Linked DNA regions of Pan troglodytes: all the other regions are linked to region 1. Evidence: chromatin contacts called from public Hi-C data. All regions are on one chromosome and are shown on one strand. The core of a region is the stretch at or near the end of the contact, and the rest is flanking DNA. Distances in the headings are between cores, read along the strand shown.

Region 1 (3,996 bases), core at 1,490-3,989:
TTATTGACAGTAATCAGCTTTCATCAAATTAAAAAATATATATATGTACATACACAGTTAACGAAGGCAGGCCAGAAAGAGTTCATCTGTAGGCTCAGCCTCGCTCTCACAAACCTCCCTCCTGCCGCCCCTCCCCAACCCTCCCCCCGCTTTGTGTTCTTAAGGAGTACTACAGAAGCAATCTACAGTCTCTATTGCAGTTTGTAACCCCCTCCCCCTCCCCCCTTTAATACTGAATGAGATCGAATGTTAGGTCCATGCAGTTCTTGGTCAATGTTAACGAAAAGTCCAACGTTCCGTTCGCGCGGGGACAGCCCGTCCGCAAAGCGGGGCAGCCCGCAGGCGGCCGCTCCCTGGCTCCACGCCAAGGGAGGGCGCGCCAAGTCCTTCCCACTCGTGCACACTGGGGGCGCCGTCAGGACGCAACCCAGTCCAACTTGGATACCCTTGGCTTTAGTTCTCGGACACTTCTTTTTTCTCTCCGTCGCAACTTGTCAAGTTCTCAAGTCTGTCTCTCTGTGTTATTTTTTTCTCCGTTGCCCCTCAGCCCCCGACGGTCTCTCTTCAAAATGTTTGCAACTGCTGCGTTAGCATGAGTTGGCACCCACTGTTAACGTGGTTCATGACTTTCTGTTTAAGCTGTGCCACCTGTTCCCTGAGCATGTTGGCCGTGGACGCCAGCTCCGAGTTCTGAGCTTTCAAGGTTTTCACTTTTTCCTCCAGCCGGGCGATTCTCTCCAGCTTCCTTTTTCGGCACTTGGAGGCAGCGATGCGGTTCCTCATGCGCTTCCTCTCCGCCTTGATCCGCTCCTGGGACTCCATGTCGATGGGGGACAGGGGCGGTGTCTCGCCAGGCATCTCGGGCACTGTCTGAGGCTCCTCCTTCAGGGCCTGCAGCCGCGGGTGCTGCACGGGCATCTGCTGGGGCAGGTGGTGCGGCGGCTGCTGCTGCTGCTGGGGTTGCGCGGGAAAGGCCAGGCCAGCCGCGCCGTAGGAGGGCGCCCCGCCGCCGCTGCTCAGCGCGCCTGGGTTGAAGTTGCTGAGGTTGGCGTAGACCGGCGGCTCGCTGTGCAGGCTGGCGCTGAAGCCGCCGCTGCCGCTGCCCCCTGCCACCGAGGCTACCGCGGGAGCCACCATGCCTGCCCCGTTGACCGGCTGCGCCGCCGACGTGACGCTGGGCAGCGTGTTCTGGCTGTGCAGTTCGGCCAGGGCGCGCACGAAGCCCTCGGCGAAGCCCTCCTGCTCATCTGTCACGTTCTTGGGGCACAGGAACTGGGTGGGGGTCGGCGTGGTGGTGATGTGCCCGTTGCTGGACTGGATTATCAGGCGCTCCAGCTCGGGCGACGCCAGCTTGAGCAGCCCCACGTCGGGCGAGGTGAGGAGGTCCGAGTTCTTGGCGCGGAGGTGCGGCTTCAGGCTCCCCACTGGGTCGGCCAGGTTCAGGGTCATGCTCTGTTTCAGGATCTTGGGGTTACTGTAGCCATAAGGTCCGCTCTCGGACGGGAGGAACGAGGCGTTGAGGGCATCGTCATAGAAGGTCGTTTCCATCTTTGCAGTCATAGAACAGTCCGTCACTTCACGTGAGGTTAGTTTGGGCTGCGCGCACAAGTTTCGGGGCCGCAACAGGGCTCTGGCAAGCGGGGGACACCCGCACCCCCCGGAGCCTTTGACAGGGAAAGTTTCTCTAAGAGCGCACGCACCCGCTGGCTGTCGTCCCCGCTGCGCCCTCCTCACCAGCTCGCTCCAGGGAGCGCAGGGTTAATTAAGATGCCTCCCGCACTCTTACTTGTCGACTCGCGCGCGCTACCCGGCTTTGAAAAGTCGCGGTCACTCACTGAGCGCTCTTCGGGCGCAGCGGTTCCTCGGAGTCCGCAGGAGAACTCACTTCCCAGAGCAGCGGCTCTCCCCGCGGCGCGGATCAGTGCGGACCCTGCAGTGGCCGGCCGGCGGAGGGTCTCGGCCGCCCGGACTCCGACGACTTGTCCCCTCCTCCGCTGCTAGGGGGAGGGGGCGCCCGGCAGCCGCGGCTCGCGCTCGCCCAAGTTCAGCAACCGGTGCTAGCGAAGCTGAGCGCACGTCCTTCTTCTCTCGCGTGGCTCTCCACCGCCTTCTGGTCTTTACCGCCGCGGAGAAGCCTAAGACGCAGGAAAGGCTTGCAAAAGTTCGCTCCGGGACTCTGTGCCACTTGTCTCCGGTCCTCCCAGCCGGGAAAGTTCTTTGCTGCTGCAGCCGCTCGCCGACTTCCCCCGGCGGGCGCGTGGGTACCGCTGCTTTCCGCCGCTGTCAACAGCGCCTGGGCAGCAGGGCTCTCCTCCCGGGGGCGGCTGGAGACCAGGCTCTCTGGGCACTCCCGAAACACCAGCCCGGGAGCCACAGGCGCTAGCTCTGGGCAGTTAGAGAGAAGGTGAAAAGAAAATAAGATTTGCAGTTCGGACTATACTGCCGACCTGGCTGGCTGGCTGTGTCTGTCTGTCTGCCTGAGTCCGCGCACCTCCACTCCCGCCTCGCTGCTTCAGCCACACTCAGTGCAACTCTGAGCCCTTATCCAGCCCGAGCTCAACACTTATCTGCTACCAGTCAACCCCTAAAAATAGCCCATGATGTCACCCCAAGGCCTTCCCATTGGCTCGCGTCGCTCTCAGGGGGGCGGGCCCGCCCGTCACCATGGAGACTCCACCCTAGAAGATTCTTCTCTGGGCCCGCGGAGGCTCACGGGATGAGGTAATGCTCCGCTGCCCTCCTACAGTCGGGCCCTTCTTTCTCCTACCCTCCCCCCTGCTGCACGCCTCTCGGCCCTCTCTTCCCCGGTCCCCTCCCCGGGCCGTTTTTCCCGGCCCGCCCGGTGCATTGTGGGCTGACGTCTTGGGGTTTGACTGTCTAGTGACGGTGGCTGCCGCGAGCGGGCGGACGCTCGCAACCTCTGACGGAGGGGGGCTCAAGTTCACGGCTGCGTACGGGGATGCGGGGGATGCAGGGACCCGGGAGGCCAGGGAACCTGGCCAGTTGTTTTGGGCCAGGGGTGCGGGCGAGGGGTGGTTGTTGTTTCCCCACTTGTGGGGCCCGAAGTCATCCACCGGCGGCCGCCACCGCGCGGGGCTGGAGGCTGAGAATCCAAGTACGCTGCCACCCCCCCCGCACTTCCGGGGGGGCGGGAGTACCGCCCTTAAGGTGGCTCTGTGAAGTCCCAGGTGGAGGCGAGCCTAAGGAGACTTAAGTTTAGGGGCGGTCTCCCGAGAGTCGGCCCCCCACGTTGAGAACGCTCCGAAGTTTGCATCTCGGTCAAGTTCAGGAGCGACGGTCCGCGGGGTCGTCTGGCTGCTCGTAGAAGCCTAGAGATTTGTATTGCCCGAAACTGGACGCTCAGCTGAGTCTCCGTTGCACCCCACTTCATCCAACGGGACCGTGGGGGAAAGGGCGCGGGGGTTCACAGCTTTGCCTCGGAGGGGCAGTTTTTATAGTGGGCGCAATTGGTGGGTAACAGGGTCCAGATGGGAACAAGCGTGTAGGCGATCCGAAACTCGGGGAACCCCGGTGTTAGTCTACTCCCCCTCCCGCCCCCGGACAACACGCACACGCTTAACACAACACGCACAACATAACGCGCGCGCGCGCGCACACACACACTCCATCCGCGCCGAGTTGCTTCCGGGAAAACAAGCCCAGAAGGCGGCGGACACTCGCATAAAGTCACGCAGTAGTACTCGGAGCCCGGGGTAGAACCTGGACTTCAAATTTCTGCACTCCCGGCCGGGTGGTGGGCGCATATCCTGGGTAGCCTCTAGGAAGCGCTAGACACATGTAAGTGGTTCCTTTTCCGCGGTTATTTTATTCTCCCCCCGCCCCCTACCCCTTAGGGACGAAAGTGTGTGGTGGAAAGAATCCCGAAGTCGGGAATCCTGGTTCTTTCGTGGCCAGGCTACCACAATGTGGAGCAAGCAAATCACGGAACTCCTCCGAGCTTCATTTCCCTCATCTGCAGGTGGGGCCGGTGCCGTC
Region 2 (4,321 bases), core at 279-2,778, 910 kb after region 1:
TCCAGAAAAGTGGCGAGGAAATACCACAAAAATACCTTTACTTCAAAAAATTTGAAAATGTTGAAGGTCATGCTTCATATTGTGCCAGGCAAGAGAACATTGTACATAATTGTAAATCACCATTGGAGGAGGTGGTTCTGGTTGTATTCTTTTGTTTGTTTGTTTGTAATACACATAATATAAAATTTATCATCTTAACCATTTTTAAGTGTACAGTTTGGTGGTATTAAGTTCATTCACATTATTGTGCAACCATCACCACCATCCATCTCCGGAACTCTTTTCATCTTGCAAAACTGAAACTTTACCCGTTAAACAATAACTCTGCATTGCCCCCTCCCCCAACCCCTAGCAACCACCATTCTACTTTCTGTCTCTGTGAATTTAACTACTCTCTAGATACCTCATATAAGTGGAATCATACAGCATTTGTCTTTTGTTGACTGGCTAATTGCATTTAGCATAATGTTCTCGAGGTTTATCCATGCTGTAGCACGTATCAGAATTTCCTTCCTTCTTGGTTGTATTCTTAATGCAACATAGCTTGTTCTCTGTGGTCTGCTGATTATAACCATCGTCGCTGTGAAGACTTTGGCGTGCTTAACATTTTTGTGACTTCTTTCCAGTGGGGGAAATAGATAGCTCAGTTGTGGATGATAGCAGCAATGGGAAGCAGTATTTGAGAAGAAATCAGACTCTCTTCTTCCAGTCTTTTGCAAGTAGGTGACACAAGAGGTAAACAGAATTGCATGCTGTGCCCCTCCACATCACCCCCTATTTTCTTTGTTTCTTCTGCCCAAGGCTTCAGTCAATCAGAGAAGCAATGAGAGTTGAAGATTTTAAAAGTGGGTTTTCAAATAAGACAAGCTTGGGTTCCAGTCCTACCTCTGAAACTTACTAAATATGTGATCTTGGGTAACGTGATTGAACTCTCTGAGCCTCAGTTCTGTAATCTGTACATAGAGATAATAATACTTTTATCAAAAAAGCATGCCTTTTTTTTCCTTCTGATTGATGAGATGCTTTCTGTATTTTTTCTGGATTTAAACATAGTTTCCAAAGTTAAAATATTAATAGTACTTTTCCCTGTCCCATTGGGTTGTTTAGAAATGTAATGTGATATATGACATTTTGGCCTCTCTGAGATGTCTTGTTCCAGCCCAAAGATTATTAGAGAACCTCATGTCATTTGAAAGGAGAGAAAGATAATTTATTGATAAGGTTCTGCATGTCATATGTATCATTTTTTTCTCATCAAAAACACTGAGTAGAACTCTATTATGGTACTTGGTCCTTTACTTCATACTTTTCTATCTTCCCAGCTAGTCAGAACCACGCCCACCCCGCAGTTCCCACCCCTTGGTCAGTACCTAGCATTATGCCCAGAAAAACTACAGATGCTTCTTCACACTCCCCTCCAACCCCCACACCCCCATTACCAAAGTGTTTCTATAATGCTCTGGGAATCAGCATCTCAATTCCCCCATGGCCTCATGGTTAAACATACCATTCATTCGACCTCTCAACTGTGACAAAGAAAGAAGCCTGGGTGTAGAAACTGATTTCAGCTCCCCTCTGAAGTTGGGCGTCTCTCTTTGCTGACCACTTGGGAATTTTTTTTTTCTTGCTTCTGACCCACCTCTCCCCTTTCTTTTGATAAACAGGACAGCTGCCCCCAGAGGGATGAATCCATTACCTTTCACCAGAGTTGAGTTCATTTTCCATTTTATGTTTCTGTTTAAGGAGAAAGCCCTTTAAAAGCGCAGCGCATACATTGAGCGCGTGTACTTAATTTTTAATATGTGTGTGCCCACAGCCAAGAGAACAGAGAACCTTAAATAATAATGAAACTGAATTGTACATGTCGTATGTTTTATGTGGCACTGATTCCTAAATATGCTCCTAGCAGCCAGGTATTATTTAATACATCCCCATTAATCAAGCTGCCAAATCTAAATGAAAACCATGTTTAAATATGTTTAATAAGATTATAGCTTTTGGTTGAATATCAAACTAACATAGCTACATTTTTCCTTCCAGCCAGCTCTCATTTACTGTCTTACATTTTTATTCTGAAAGCTTTTGTACTATCAAACCAATCTTGATTATAAAACAAATTATACCACAAACTTTTAGTATCGTGAGCTTCAGCTGAGTCCCTCAGTGTAAATGTTAGGAGAAAGAACAGTTCTGAGATTTTTTTTCTGGCTAAAAAATGATATTTTTCTTCTTCTTGGGGTGAGCCTTTGAGTTTAAAAGGAAATTAAAAATTCAATTAGAGATACTAAATTGTTTGTAGCTTCTGTATTAAATGATGTCTGTCTTTTGCATAGTTATTGAAAGTGTTTCATATTAAATGTACTTTTTCTTTTTGACGGTTCGGGCTTCTGTTAGTTTTGCAATAGTGACACCTAGGGGCTGTAGAGAACATTGCATGGGCTGCTAAAATCTCAAAAACAATCCCTCTGCTCTTTTGCCATGGATAGAAAAAGTATTTGTGGGTCATTGGGGCTGATGGAGAAAGAAGGCACATGGTACCCTGGGCGAGGTAGGTTTCCAGTTCTATTTACCAGGCTTCCAATATGCAAACAAAAAAAGGAGGTAAATAAAAAGAGGTTTTTATAAAAATAACGAACTAGCTGAACTTGGAGTAACATACAGTATTCTAGCAGATTTTTAAAGTTATTAATAAAACAGCATCGTATTTATTAACATGTTTAATTCTTGTTCTTATTTGCAACAGTTTGCCTGCTGTTCTTGCCTTTGTAACAGGCATGTCCCGCGTTGATTGCAGAGAAGTGATGACTGCATGTGGTGCTTTGACTTGTTGTTCTGTGCGAATGTCTCGCTTCTCACATCTCCAATTCTTCTATTTGCCTTGTTCAATATTCTATATCCATATTCACCCTTATAAAGTTGTCATTGAGACTTTTAGCCTATTTGTTCTCTCCACTGACATCATTATTTCTTCTAGCTTCTCAGAGCCCTTACATTTTCTCCATGTTTATATGGCTTGAAGCTTTTAAATTCTTGATCAAAGCAATCATAAATGTGTCTGTTACAAACACATTAAAATTCTTCGATTATATAAAAACTGACAAGCAAGTCTTATAAAACTGTTTTTGTACTACATTAAGTTCAAAATAGGTGGCACATGTTTAACTTTGTACACTGTAGGAATTCTAAGAATCATTTCAAAAAGAAAAAGCAAATACAGTGCACAGCAATGCATATAATTCTTATAGACCAGTATTACCTATCTGTCATATCTCTCTGTAAATAATGATGGTGACAATGATGATAGGCAAAGTTTATTGATGTTTTTTATATGCCAAGCACTGTTCTAACCACTTTGCATGAATTAACTCAGTCACCATGGGACAGGAACTGTTATTATCCCAATTTTTACCCACATTCACAGAATGCTTCTGTGTTCCAACAAGGAAACTTCAACAAAGTAGTGCATGAGCTTATCACAGGTCATGTGCAATAAGAGTTTATGTTATTAGTTTTTCCTTGAACTGCTTGGGAGTCAGTGTCACTTTTCTTAGCCCCATTAGCCTGCCCTCCCTTTGGAGTGTGCACGTCTCCTTTACTGTCTGATACCTGTCTGCTTTCCTCACTGAGTGTCTCTAGCTTTGTCTAGCAACACCTGCCCTCATAGAACTTACATTCAGTTGGGAAGATCCTAAGAAACAGCAATCACAACAAGTAATATTGATTTCAGGTAACAAGAAATGTTATAAAAGAAAGCAAAGTGATATCAGGGAGCAAAAATGGAATGACAGACTGGGTGTGAAGGGCTGGCTTTGTGAGCAGGAGAGAGGCCCTCCTGAGGAAGGGATGTTCGTGGTGAGTCCCAAATGACAGAAAGGACAGCAAGTGCAAAGGCCCTGGAGTGGGAATGAATTGAACATGTGTGAAGGAAAGCAAAAAAAGCAGGGAGGCTGGAATGTGTTGAGTAAGGAGAATACTGTGGGGCTCCTCTCTCTTTCCTTTCTCTGCTGCCAACACTTGTGTTTTCTGTCTCAGACTCTAGTTTCACTGAATTCAAAGAAATGGTTTGGAATTGCAAAATCCTGAGATGTCATCCACTGGGAGTGCTGGGGATAGGGGGACACGTGCAAGAGAATTGGCCTAAGAAAGGTTATACCCTGAGTATCTTCCATATATACCCATAGCCCCACACATTTTTATCTTGCAAAGTCAGTTAAGATGAACATAAGGCAGAAGTGGAATCCCAGCACAGTTCATCCTCAGTGCTCCACAGCATGGAACAGACCTTGGATATCGTACTTCACACAAGTTTGGTGACTCTTTT
Region 3 (4,051 bases), core at 419-2,918, 970 kb after region 1:
GGGAAAGTTGTGTTCCCGAGACTACAGGATAAAAAGTAAGTGTGTATTTTTTATATGTACAGTGCTAAGGAAGTGAGCACATACAGACACACATGCAACTATAGATCTGGAATAAACTCAGGTGGTCAACTAATCCAGTCCTTTAATTTGTGGTTAAGCAAACTAAGTTCCAGGGAGGTAACGTCACCTTCACTTACCTAAGACTGCAGAACTATGTAGGGCCAGAGCTGGGGGTGAATGTAAGCTTCTGAACTCTCAGACCAATGTTCTTTTTCCCAGGTAATTGGCAGCAAATCTGCTCTTCTCTGTTCTAAAGTAGGGATCTCTTATATCTCCATCAAAGGACCCAGTAGCATCTGCTCATTCTTTTACTCTTTGTATCACTTGGCATCAAAGGCTAAAAAATGACGTTGGGCAGTATTTTAATCCCAATTCAACAAAATATTAGTTTACTGAATTCCTGCTATATTCAAGGCATTATGCTGGGCTCCAGGCAGGTGTTACAGGGGAATAAAACACAATTTAATTTAGGCACATAAGATTATTTTAGAACAACGGGATAAGTTCCACAATTGAAGTATTGCCAGGTGACAAAGTTGCCCAAGGAAGAAAGAGATGGGAGCCTGTAGAGATGAGAGAATGCTTTTGGGAGGAGGTTATGTCCAAGCTAACTTTAAGCACTTGTAAGAAATTGGTAGACAGGCCAAGGCAAGAAAGAACATTCATAGTAGAAGGAATAACATGTACAGTTATAAAAGTGGGAGCAGCATAGTACATTCAGGTTACTATAAACAACTCATAATCCAGAAACACAAAGTATGAGATGGGGAATGGCAGGAAGTGGGACTAGGGAAGGATAGAATTGGGTAGGGGGAGGTCAGCTCATAAATACCTTGGAGGCCATGCCGAAGACCTCCAACCTCATCCTAAGGCAGAATAGAGATGCTGAATTCTAAGCAGTGGTGAGATCTGGTCAGATGCAGATCAGAAAAATCCCTCTTAAAGGATCCATTACAGGGGGCTCAGGGTAGAAATAAAGGGTCCAGATAAAAGGCTTTTTCAAGAATCCAGGCTAGAGATGTAAAAGACCTCTATTAATTTGCTGGTAGTGATTTTGAAGATGAAGGGGCTGTTGTGGAAGTGCTTTTATAATTTTAGGAAAGTATTCGAGGTTAAGACCTAAAAGCAAATTCCACTTAACATGATGAACAGGCAAATGTGCAGATCCCACTGAAGCAGGATCAGTATTTAACAGAATTGGAAATGTTCATGGAAAAGCAATCCACTTTCTTTTCATTTCCTTTAACTTCACATAGAGTCAGGCTGCTAACCCTCCAAATATAAACCCTTCTCTAAAGGCCAGAGTGGAAGGTACAGGCATTGCGTAGGGGAGCTCCATGCAGGAAGGTGGAGAGATCTGAGTTCCCACTGGCAGTAGGAGCTATGGGCTGCTGTCCCTGTTTCTGTTCCCTGGAGGCAGCTGGAGCATCCCTCTTTTTGTGAAATTAGAAAGATTGTCTTTCTCCATCTCTTCCCTGACCCTCCCAAGACTTTTCAGGGAAGTTTTTCAGTTCTTTCCGTAAACCCCACGTGTTCAGAGAGTCCTCCGCTGCTTGCTGGGAGCTGGCAGCTGGCAGCTGTTCTCTGCGAAGGAGGCGGCACACACGGTGCTTTAGCACCATCTGCAGGCAACCCAGAGATTTGCAAGGAGACGGGAGAAGCCATTTTCCTTCTGAGCCAACCTCATCTCATTGCCTAATAGATCACACTGTTAACGATGTGGGACGACATTTACTTAGGCCTCTGCCACACAGAAGCAGGGACTGAGTTGAGGCACATTTTGAAGAGAGGGGATTCAGCTGATTTTAAAATTCACAGTCACGGAGAGTGTAATTTAGTGACTATAGTTTAATAAGTAAATGTTTAGGATGACCCCAAATTCCATTATTATGCCCAGTCCAAATTTATATGTGGCTCTGGAAGAGTCACTTAAACGTGCTTTGAAAAATTTGGTGCATTGAAAGACACTATCAACAGAGTAAAAAGGCAACTCACAGAATGAGAGAAAACATTTGCTTATCATACATCCAGTAAGGGATTGATATCCAGAATATATAAATGTATAAAGAACTCCTAAAACTCAACAACAACAAAAAAGCAAAAACAACCCAATTCAAAAGTGGGCAAAGGACTTGAATGGATATTTCCCCAAAGAAGATTTATAAATGACCAGTAAGCACGTGATAGGGTATTCAACAGCACTATTAGGAAAATCAAAACTACCGTGAGGTACCACCTCACACATTAGGATGCTACTATTTTAAAACAGAAAACAACAAATGTTGGCAAGGATGTGGAGAAATTGGAAGCTCTGTGCATAGTTGGTGAGAATGTAACATAGTATCGCTGCTGCAGAAAACACTATGGCCATTCTTCAAGAAATTAAGAATAGAATTAACATGTGATTCAGGAATTGTATTTCTGAGTATATACCCAAAAGAACTGAAAGTAGGGTATGGAAGAGATATTTCTACATTCATGTTCACAGCAACATTATTCATGATAGCGAAAATCATGAGAGCAACCTAAGTGTTCATTAGTAGATGAACATATAAATGAAGAATGATATGTGCATACAATGGAGTATTATTCAGCCTTAGAAAGAAGCAATTTCTGACATGCCACACATCAGTGAACCTTGAGGATATTATTCTAAGTGAAATAAGATAACCACAAAAAGACAAATACTGCATGATTCCACCTATGTAAAGAATAAGGCCAGTGCACAAAGTTGTGGCAAAGTTGTCAGTATTAACATTGTAAATCAAGTGTGTGTGAAGGGGTGCTCACCTTAGCTCCCTTCTAGCAATTTTGAGATTCTAAAGTCAAGAAATCTATCTCATGTAGTGAAAGAATTCCTTACCGTTATATTGTCACAGAGCATCATTAGTAGGAGCAAATTGTTCCTAAAATAATTCTACAACTAATAAATTTGGATGCTCATAGAGTAGGTTTTAGTAGTACCTACATATAGCTATATTGATGATAATATTAAAATATTAATTATCTAAAATTTAGCAACTAGCATTTATATCACTTATTATGAGTCAGGTACTGTTCTAAATGCTTTTCATTTATTTCCACATTTAATCTACAACAGCTCTGCTGAAGTAGATCCCATAATTATCCCCATTTACAGATGGAGAAATTTAGGCAGAAATAGTTTAAGTAACATATCCAAAGTCACACAGCTAATGTTAGGCCACATTAAGATTCCAACCCAGGCTTTGGAGTTCGCCTTTTAACCCTGTGCTTGGCCCCGTCACAACTCCTACGTTACCAGAATGCTTACAGTCTAATAAATATTGGGTAGGGGACTCCTACTGACATAGCTATGTGTGACAAGTAGAAGTCCCTGTGTGTATCCAAGGTTACTCTTACAACCTCTCTCTGCCAATGCACAACTTTGCACCAAAATTTCATAATGAAGACTCCTTTTCAGAGCACCCCAGAATTGAGCAAGACATGCTAAACTGGCTTCTTCATCCCCTCACCCCGTGTCAGCTTCCCAACCAAGAGGAGTAAGGACAAAGTTGCAAGGCTGCAAGTATAATTTGTCTCGGTTCCTATTATTCCTTTCAGGATTATGATGCCAGAGCAGCTTCAGCTGTTCTGCTGTCTGATTCATGGCCAATACCAGTTCTAACAGGTCTAACCCAAAGAGTCAGCCAGATAGGACAGGGAGAGCAACGGCCACTGTGAGATGTCTGGAAGGCGAGCACAGCTCTAGAAAAGGCATTAGCTACATTTCCATGGGGTTTTGCTCCTGGATAAAGCAGGTCACAAGGGAAACCTAGATGTGGAATCTGCAAAAGGGCAATTAAAATGTTCAGTCTTTGTCCTTGGTCAGGCTGTGATTTTAGGCCAGTCATCAAACCTGGGGCTAGTTATATAGGAAATACTTATTGAAGCTGGCAATGTGAAAGAGTCTCCATTAAGTCCGGCCTTTTTGTATATACAGTAGAAGCTTTGAAGTCAGACAGACATGAGT

Evidence for each region. Hi-C and Micro-C count contacts between places; a contact is called where the count stands out from the background.
Region 2: a contact with region 1 is called in a Hi-C map of stem cell-derived neural progenitor cells, with 7 times the contacts expected there. The contact joins two enhancer-like sites. A contact is called at or near these places in 2 of 7 Hi-C or Micro-C datasets (blood and stem cell-derived neural progenitor cells) and 1 of 1 datasets of contacts at active chromatin or transcription factors (stem cell-derived excitatory neurons).
Region 3: a contact with region 1 is called in a Hi-C map of stem cell-derived neural progenitor cells, with 8 times the contacts expected there. The contact joins two enhancer-like sites. A contact is called at or near these places in 2 of 7 Hi-C or Micro-C datasets (blood and stem cell-derived neural progenitor cells), 1 of 1 datasets of contacts at active chromatin or transcription factors (stem cell-derived excitatory neurons) and 1 of 1 other capture datasets (stem cell-derived neural stem cells).

What each region holds. Positions count from the first base shown.
Region 1 is chr1:172,212,109-172,216,104 of NHGRI_mPanTro3-v2.0_pri, reverse strand. JUN (Jun proto-oncogene, AP-1 transcription factor subunit) reads right to left here. Exons shown (of 1, transcript XM_063801435.1): 1 at 1-3,996. The coding sequence starts at 1,560. The coding sequence ends at 565. Among named protein-coding and RNA genes, the nearest start is that of JUN, 13 kb to the right of the region's middle. Within about 2 kb of position 2,739, at least 17 of the 24 cell types and tissues checked have an H3K27ac peak or open chromatin away from gene starts, as enhancers often do. A contact at or near this core is called in stem cell-derived neural progenitor cells and stem cell-derived neural stem cells, where this site is marked.
Region 2 is chr1:171,297,333-171,301,653 of NHGRI_mPanTro3-v2.0_pri, reverse strand. The region is part of intron 14 of FGGY (FGGY carbohydrate kinase domain containing); the gene reads left to right. Among named protein-coding and RNA genes, the nearest start is that of HOOK1, 110 kb to the right of the region's middle. Within about 2 kb of position 1,528, at least 3 of the 24 cell types and tissues checked have an H3K27ac peak or open chromatin away from gene starts, as enhancers often do. A contact at or near this core is called in stem cell-derived neural progenitor cells, where this site is marked.
Region 3 is chr1:171,236,653-171,240,703 of NHGRI_mPanTro3-v2.0_pri, reverse strand. FGGY (FGGY carbohydrate kinase domain containing) reads left to right here. Exons shown (of 19, transcript XR_002938170.3): 15 at 1-35. Among named protein-coding and RNA genes, the nearest start is that of HOOK1, 53 kb to the right of the region's middle. Within about 2 kb of position 1,668, at least 7 of the 24 cell types and tissues checked have an H3K27ac peak or open chromatin away from gene starts, as enhancers often do. A contact at or near this core is called in stem cell-derived neural progenitor cells and stem cell-derived neural stem cells, where this site is marked.